3 separate regions of the Mus musculus genome follow, and all the other regions are linked to region 2. Evidence: chromatin contacts called from public HiChIP or PLAC-seq data. All regions are on one chromosome and are shown on one strand. The core of a region is the stretch at or near the end of the contact, and the rest is flanking DNA. Distances in the headings are between cores, read along the strand shown.

Evidence for each region. HiChIP or PLAC-seq counts read pairs in DNA pulled down with a chosen protein or histone mark.
Region 1: an H3K27ac HiChIP or PLAC-seq map of embryonic stem cells shows a contact between it and region 2, with 5 read pairs. The contact joins two enhancer-like sites. A contact is called at or near these places in 3 of 39 promoter capture datasets (macrophages, pre-B cells and stem cell-derived epiblast-like cells), 5 of 484 Hi-C or Micro-C datasets (cortical neurons, embryonic somatosensory cortex, embryonic stem cells and 2 more), 6 of 115 datasets of contacts at active chromatin or transcription factors (bone marrow-derived macrophages, effector CD8 T cells and embryonic stem cells) and 4 of 9 other capture datasets (adipose tissue, embryonic stem cells, liver and 1 more).
Region 3: a contact with region 2 is called in an H3K27ac HiChIP or PLAC-seq map of embryonic stem cells, with 5 read pairs. The contact joins two enhancer-like sites. A contact is called at or near these places in 1 of 484 Hi-C or Micro-C datasets (nephron progenitors), 2 of 115 datasets of contacts at active chromatin or transcription factors (both in embryonic stem cells) and 3 of 9 other capture datasets (adipose tissue, embryonic stem cells and liver).

The regions. Positions count from the first base shown.
Region 1 is chr13:59,591,328-59,594,110 of GRCm38.p6, reverse strand. All of the region lies in intron 2 of Naa35 (N(alpha)-acetyltransferase 35, NatC auxiliary subunit), which reads right to left. Among named protein-coding and RNA genes, the nearest start is that of Naa35, 7.4 kb to the right of the region's middle. Within about 2 kb of position 1,295, at least 13 of the 459 cell types and tissues checked have an H3K27ac peak or open chromatin away from gene starts, as enhancers often do. A contact at or near this core is called in embryonic stem cells, where this site is marked.
Region 2 is chr13:59,794,993-59,797,764 of GRCm38.p6, reverse strand. Tut7 (terminal uridylyl transferase 7) reads left to right here. Exons shown (of 27, transcript NM_001373962.1): 15 at 9-95; 16 at 845-945. Among named protein-coding and RNA genes, the nearest start is that of Etohd2, 26 kb to the right of the region's middle. Within about 2 kb of position 1,449, at least 24 of the 459 cell types and tissues checked have an H3K27ac peak or open chromatin away from gene starts, as enhancers often do. A contact at or near this core is called in embryonic stem cells, where this site is marked.
Region 3 is chr13:59,655,276-59,657,975 of GRCm38.p6, reverse strand. All of the region lies in intron 3 of Golm1 (golgi membrane protein 1), which reads left to right. Among named protein-coding and RNA genes, the nearest start is that of Golm1, 19 kb to the left of the region's middle. Within about 2 kb of position 1,370, at least 139 of the 459 cell types and tissues checked have an H3K27ac peak or open chromatin away from gene starts, as enhancers often do. A contact at or near this core is called in embryonic stem cells, where this site is marked.

The sequences.
Region 1 (2,783 bases), core at 46-2,545, 200 kb after region 2:
GAGGAATAAACACAACAAAATCAACAGAATAACGCAAGTAAATTCACCTTTCACTAACAGCTCCGAGACCACAGGTTACACTGAAATGTCTTAGCTACTGTTGTCTTTCTGTGAGGAGAGACTGTCCTAGATAGGGTTACTACTGCTCTGAAGAAACACCATGACTCAAAGTAACTTGGGGAATAAAAGGCTTATTTCATTCACAGTGAGGGCAGGGAGGGCAGGGACTCACACAGGGCAGGAACCTGGAGGCGGGAGCTGATGCAGAGGCCATGGAAGACTGCTGCTCACTGGCTTGCTCCTCGTGTCTTGCTTAGTCTTTTCTTATAAAGCCCAGGACCACCTGCCCACTTGGGAGGCAGAGGCAGGTGGATTTCTGAGTTCAAGGCCAGCCTGGTCTACAAAGTGAGTTCCAGGACAGCCAGAGCAATACAGAGAGAAACCCTGTCTCAAAAAAACAAAACAAAAACAAAAACAAAACAAAAAAGAAAATGCCCTATAACCTTCCCAAAGCCTGATCTCATGAAGGCATTTTCTCAAACAAAACAAAACAAAAAGAGAAAGAAAGAAAGAAAGAAAGAAAGAAAAGCCAGTAAGCAGCACCCCTCCAAGTTTTCTGTAACAGTTCTAACCTCCAAACTTCTGCCCCAACTTCCCTCAATTGAGGCAAATCTTAGCTTCCAAAGTTGCTTTTGGTCATACTGTTTTATCACAGCAATATAAACCCTAAGTAAACTTTTTCCATGGTGTTGAGGGATGATGGCTCAGTGGTTAAGGGTACTCTTGCAGGTCCTGAGTTTAATCCCACCCACATGGTGGCTCATGACAGTCTGTAATAGGTCCGATTCTCTCTTCTGGTGTGCATGAAAATAGAGCACTCACATACATAAAACATATATAAAACAAAACAAAAAAATTCTCTTTTTAAAAAACTTGTCTAAGTGTTTGCCTGTACATGGATATGTATACCACATGGGTGTGCCTGGTGCCCGCAAATGCCTGAGGAAATATCATATCCCTTGAAACTGGAGTTACAGATGTTGTAGGCCACTATCAGGGTCCTGGGAACCATCCCCTGGTCCTGTACAAGAGCAGCCAATGCTTTTAACCACTCACCTTCTCTCACAGCACTGCCCCATCTTACCAGACCTGCAGCAGTTTGCTTTCTGTTGCTAGGATAAAACCCTGACTAAAAGGAACTGGGGGAAGAAAAGGGTTTATTAGTATTATGGTTTGTATGTGCTCTGCCCAGGGAGTGGCACGATTAGAAGGTGTGGCCTTGGTGGAGTAGGTGTGTCACTGTGGGTCTTAGCTATTAGACTTTCATCCTAGCTCCCTGGAAGCCAGTATTCTGCAAGCAGCCTTCAGATGAATACATAGAACTCTCAGCTCTGCCTGCTGCATGCCTGCCTGGATGCTGCAATGCTCCCACATTGATGACAATGGACTGAACCTCTGAACCTGTAAGCCAGCCCCAAATAAATGTTGTCCTTATAAGAGTTGCCTTGATCATGGTGTCTGTTCACAGCAGTAAAACCCTAAGACAGAAGGTGGGTCCAGGAGTGGGGTAGTGCTGTGATAGGCCTGACCATGCTTTTGATGCTTTTGTTTGGAGGAATGTGGATTTTGGGACTTTGGATTTGCAAAGCCATAGAATTTGTTTTGTTTTGTTTTTTTCGAGACAGGGTTTCTCTGTGTAGCCTTGGCTGTCCTGGGACTCACTTTGTAGACCAGGCTGGCCTCGAATTCAGAGATCCACCTGCCTCTGCCTCCCAAATGCTGGGATTAAAGGCATGTGCCACCACGCCCTGCTTGCCATAGAATGTTTTAAGTGGGACTTAATGGGCCATCCTAGTAGGAATATGGAAGACTTTGTTGCTCTGAGTGATTTGCAATGTGCAGACAGGGCCCAAGAGAGTTCAGTGGAGAAAGAAGCATTTCAATATGTGGCATAGAAACTGTTTTTGTGATATTTTGGTGAAGAATGTGGCTACTTTTTGCCCTTGTCTGAAGAGTCTGCCTGAGGCTAAGGCAAAGAGACTCAGATTAATTGCCTTGACAGAGAAGTCTCAGAAACGCCTATCACAGACTTGGTTTTCTGGTTAAGTCTCATGAAGAGGATTTTAAACAAGCATAGCAAACTTAGAAAGGAAAAATATACAATATATGGTTTAAGTATTAAAGAGGGTACCAGGAAGTGAATCTTGTGTTCAAGGAGATAACAAATTAAGGCAGTGGGACTTTGGGGCAGAATCCTACCCAGATAATTTAGATCCAGGCATGGTGGCACACACCTTTAATCCCAACAGATAAAGCCAAGCAGATCTCTAACTTCAAGGCCAGCCTGAGAGACAGAGCAAGTTCTAGGTGAAGAAAAGCTTAAATCCAGGCATGGAGGGATACACCTTTAATCCAGAGACAGAGCCCTGCAGGTCTCTTAGTTCAAGGTCAATCTACAGGGCAAGTTCCAGGATAGCCAATCTTAGGCAGTGAGGGAGTCGGAAAACAGAAAGTTGGTAATAGAATAAGGGGACCCATGTTCCAGCCCCCAGCAAGCAGCAGAAGATGGCCAATTTGGCCATGTGACTATGGCTTTAGAGTCAAGAACAAAAGGGACTACCAGAACAATTGATGCTGGCTACCAGAACTAAGAAATTTGTGGTGATTAAGAAGAGGCCAGCATCACTAAGGTGAAATCTTCTGACAAGTGTTTTCTGAGAGCACAAAGAAGCTGTGTTCCATAGATAGCCAAGGCTGTACCTCATGCTACGGCTGTACTTGGA
Region 2 (2,772 bases), core at 200-2,699:
TTAAACAGAGGATTTTTCTCCAACTATTGTAGAAGATCAGGCTCGTGAACATATCCGGCAAAATCTAGAAAGTTTCATAAAACAGGATTTTCCAGGTAAATAATTTTTTTTTTCCTCTTTAGGAAAAGAAAGGTAACATACGTATTCCAGGCATATTAACTTCACAGCTTACCTAATTACCAATAGGAAGATGGCAGTGTGGGATCACCCAGGCCATAAGAGGTGAATTCACTGGGGACTGCAGTTAAGTCATGCACACTTACAGGAGCAGGAGAAGTGGCTTGCAGACACTCTGACCTCTGAGTGTGTGCACTTGTGTATTGAGCCACACACAAAGGTAAAAACCAATCTTCTAAAGTACGTAGGAAGCATTGCTCTTAGAGTATGAAATGTCATAGGATGGCCTACATCTTTCCTCGAAACATCCTTGCATTTTGGCATAAAGTGATGTCCACTATTCTTTCATGTCATATACAGCTGTGTATTTAAGTAAACTAAGGGAATCATTAAGAATCAATGTGTAGTGAAAAAGATGCTGAGGCAGGCAAGATGGCTCAACAGATAAATGACCTTCCTGCCAAGCCTGGTCCCTGACTTCACCGCTCAGATAATGGAAGGAAAACCCAACTCCTGCATGTTTATGTTGTCCTCTGACCTCCTTATGCACACATGCTGACACAATAAATAAATAAGTGAATAATTGTTATAAAATATTTGAAGACCTTAATTACAAGAGGATAGTTAGCAATTGGTATTTTGGATTCATGAAAGGGCCATTTTTTAAATAAAAACTAATTACATGTACTCAGGTAATGAGCTATTACTTGTCATCTGTCCCTAACAGGAACTAAATTGAGCTTGTTTGGCTCCTCCAAAAATGGATTTGGGTTCAAACAGAGTGACCTTGACGTCTGTATGACGATTAACGGACATGAGACTGCTGAGGTACGGTTGCCACGTGAACACACATGTGCTGTGAGCATGTGGTTAGCGCCGTCCTCACTGGCAGAACTGCGAGGCATCTGGAATGTACGGGGCATTCCACATGCAGTGCACCAGGAAGCACAGCCTCTGGCTTCTGCGCTGACATTCTTGGAGGGGGTGTGAAGAGTAGAACAAAGCTCTGGCTGGGCATGGGTGGTGCACACCTGTGGTCCCAGCTCCTGGGAGCCTCATGAAGGAGGTTTGCTAGAAGTTCAAGGTCAGCCTGGGCTGCCTAGCAAGAGCCTGTCTCACCAAAAAAACAACACACACACATACACACAGAGACTGGATAGCTTTAAAGGGGCTTTTCCAGTGTAGTACAGATTGGACTAGATTCCGTGAAGCTAGACCACCTTCACCAGTGCCCATTGGCTTGGCTACTAGACCAGTACACCTACCTATCCCCCGTTACCTGTGATGTCGGTTTGCTTGTCCGTGGTGAGTATTAGCTTTATAGCTCAGGACCTGCATTTGAGACAAACTTGGTCTTACTAGCACCAAAACATGTGTCCTTTGGTAGATAACAGAAGGAATAATTTCTGTTCCCTTCTGCTTTGAGAAATTCTGTAATTGGGTGGCTTTGATCGTGTGTATCAGGAGGCAGCAGAGAGGAGACTTTGTTAAGATGCAGCTCAGAGCCTGCTTGTGGGGGTGGGGGTGATTTGTTCCTCTCTCCCTGAAGACAGACTTGTCTGCAACTCTGTTCCTCCTGCCTCAGCCTGAGGCCTGAGCCTGTGGCGTGTGCCCTCAGGACACTCTTTGCTGCCTGTTTTTACAGTTTTATTAGCACAGTGCCACACCCAGACTTGGATGTGTTCTCTGAGGCTGCTTTCTTTCTGATAACAAAGTCTGGAAAGTGCTGGAGACAGGATCCAGTATCTTGTGCATGCCAGGTGGGGGCCATCCTTCCAGCCACACCTGTCACTGAGGGACACTTCAGAAGCAGTGCTGGTGGAGACACTGTTGACTCAGTGGCTGACTACACTGCCACTGCTCAGGGACTCTCATGGCTTTGTTCTGAATCTGTATTCTGATGGTGTTCCTGACTTCAGGAGAATAGTCAAACCAGGGTCTACCTGGGATTTGCTGAATGGTGTGGGGTGAGATTAAGTCTACCATAAGGAGTAACCCACTATATCCCCTCAAAGTTGATCCTCATTAATGTGGTTTATAAACTACCTTTGACAGTATTTCTAAAGTAAAATTCTGAATAGGTTGTAGGGTCTGTGTAACCATCAGGATTTACTCCAGTGGGGATGACAGCCATACTTTAACATGCCAAGGCACAATGCTATGTGCTTGTATCCCAAAACAAAGGGGACATAGGCAAGAGGGCTTTGAATCTGAGGTCAGACTGGGCGCAGACGCTTTGGTCTGAAAAACAGCAAAAATACCATTCCAAATTGCTGCATGACTTCAATTTTAGCTAGTCCTAGCAGGAAGTAGACTGAGTTAGACCACTCTCCACAGCAGGCCATGAGATCTTAGTTAAACTGTGTATAGATATAGTTGCGTGCAGCATAGATGAGACAGCACAGACGCTTCTCTTGCATGCCATACCTACGGTACTCTTCCAAGGGAGGTAACTACCTAGGGGAGTGGGGGAGAGTCAATGTCTTCATGGTTTAAAGACCTTTCTGGAAGCTCCTATTTGGTCTTTTGTTGTACATCCAAAGCAATTAAGGTATGTTTGGAGGCTTGCATATCCTTAGGGTGTTTTGTATGTGTGGTAACTGACACTCACCTGAAAGGAAAATAAACCCATCTGAAGTTGGGCAGATGGTGGCA
Region 3 (2,700 bases), core at 121-2,620, 140 kb after region 2:
GCTGTTGCTGCAGTCCTCCTGTCTGTCATGTGGCTGTTGGGACCTGAGCTTGCACAGCAAGTCCTCTCCACTGCTACCCATCTCTCCAGCCTCATGGTTTGGAGGTAGTCTGACCTGAAACTTACTATGTGGCCCAGGTTGGTCCTAAACTCACAGCAATCCTCCTTCCTCAGAATCCCAAATACGAAGATTAGCGGCAAAAGCCATTATTCCCAACTCCTTATTTTCCTTTAACAGGTGCATATATGGGTACATATAAAACAAATTTGTCTTTATTTGGTTTTATTCATTAATTTACTTATCTTTAGACTTGGGATGTGGTCCTCCAGTCAGCCTCTGGAGTGTTAGAATTGTAGGTGTGAGCCTGTACGCTGCTTAAAACACATTTCTAAAGGTTTGAAACTTGGGGGTTTTAATTATTGACAGAATCCCATAAATATTCACTTGTGTGGCTCTGCATTATCTCCTAAGGTTGGAGTTCATTCTGTTATGTTTCTGTCAGAAGGCTGATTTGAGGTCTGGAGATGTCCTGCGGGTCCTGGGTCGGGGCAGGGTATTTACTGTTTGGCCCACCTAGAGGAAGAGGTGGGGAGATCCTTGGCTACTCAGTAGCACTGTTGGGACAAATGCAGAGCTTCCTGCCCATGTTTGCTTGCCAAACCTTAGTCAGAAATAGCTTCCGTCAATGTCTGTGGCATCCTCTGCTTGGCTGGTTCCTGGCAGCTGTGTGTCTGCCTTGACTTTTATACTTTTTGTGTGAGTTAATTTGCCTTGCGGGACACAAAGAAAATCCTTAGAGTGCATTTCCTTTGTGATGGAAATAAAGTTCCCGGGTCAGAAAGGACTGAACGGAAGATGTGAGGGGGATGGAGAAGAAGCTACAGAGGCCTGTTCCTTGCTTTGTGTGCAAGAGGAGCTCCCAGATGAACAGCTGCCTGCTGGTGGAGCCTGGGTTTGATTCCAGCCATGCAAATTCAGGAGCAGTGGATAGGTGGAAGGAAGGACGGGGCCTCTGGCTGGGTGATCCTCACTTACCCTAGGGTGCACTGAGGTGCTGTCAGCTTCCTGGTTTCTCCCCGAGTGACTATTCCTGGGGTGACTGAAAGCTTGTCTACTTGCCCCAGATAGGGAACCAGCAAGAAACCCAAACAGATACCCCCCAAGTCCACCGTGGTGAACCAGTGAGTTTTATTGGGGTTGCTTAAAGGAACAGGAAGTGATCCAGACAGATTTGCTTCTGTGGGGGGAAACCACTAACCCACGTGGTTAGTGCATCTTACTCGGAATGACTGTGGACCGTGGAATTGAGCCTCCCAGACGTGGTATGCAAGAAGGAAGGCTGCAGAGTGTGGAGAGGGAGCTCAGGGTTCTACGTCCAGATCAGCAGGCAGCAGGAAATGAACTGTGAGCTTCAGAGACCTCAGAGCCCACACTCTAGGGACACGCTTCCTTCAGCAAGGCCACACCTCCTAACAGTGCCACTCCCAATGGCCAAGCATTCACACACACACACACACACACACACACACACACACACACCAGTCTATGGGGGCCGTACCTATCTAAAGGAGTGCAGGGTCCCACGTGACATGCTCAAAGTTCCCTTTACACTTTCTAACCTAATACCATAAAGTAAGCGTGGAGGGAAAGCACCCCAGCAACCCTCTTCTTGATGCTATTTTCCCTTTGGTTTTGGCACGTTGGTGTCTACAGTTACTTGGGGTTTAGAACCCATGGTGGATCCATTGCCTTCCTCAGGCTGTGGCAGAGGTGACAAAGTGCTTATCTGGCTCACGGTTAAAGGCCAGTCCATCATGGCGGCTGTCACGTGGCCAGGCCTTGATGTTTCAGTTTACCCCATGGAGATGCTTCCTCCTAGACGTGCGTGCCCAGAGGTTTGTCTCTTAGGTGATTTCAGATCCTCTGCACTCGACAGGTAGGGTTAGCCGTCACAAGTGGGATCATTAGGAGTGATGGTCATGGCCCTGGTAACTTGCCATGAAACTCTGACCTCCAGGCAGGGCGTGACCACTGCCATCTTGAAACCCACACCTGCTTAACATTGAACTGACCCCTCCCATTGACTTATAGACAGCCGCAAAGGCTCCTTGGCTGCTCACAGGCAGCTCACGAGGCAGGCACTGAATGCACGAGGGCCACTCACGGCTGTGTGAGTGGTTAGTTAACAGCTAACTGTGGCGGGTGGGGAGCCTCTTCTGTAGTGGTGTACCTGCCTTAAGTTGTCCGTGCCCTTGCACGTAGCCCTTATCCCTGATTCCTAAGTAACTCAGTTAAGCTCACTGGTTTACTACTCTAGACTTGGAATAAGTTAGTCTGCCACTGGTATTCTATCTGGGATGGACAGTTTTGGGCAAATGTCCTTGGGGACGTTCACCAGCTTGTCTAACTAGCTCAGGAGCAGATCACTTGGGTGCAAGTGTCACCTCCTGAACAGGAGACAAGATATATGGACAAGATTCCCATTTGGGTACAATACAATGTGGCCACGCCAGGGGCTCTGTGCAGGGATTCTTTAATCATCTGTGTCCTAGTCGTGAAGTCCCTTGAGGCTGAAAACCTATGGCCACAGGCCTCCAGCCCACAGATGGCTTGTCTCCTGGATGGCCAAAGCTAGCCAGAAAGAGTTCAGAATTGTTGGTGCCAGCATGCTCTCTTTCAGAGACAGAGCTGAGATTCCCT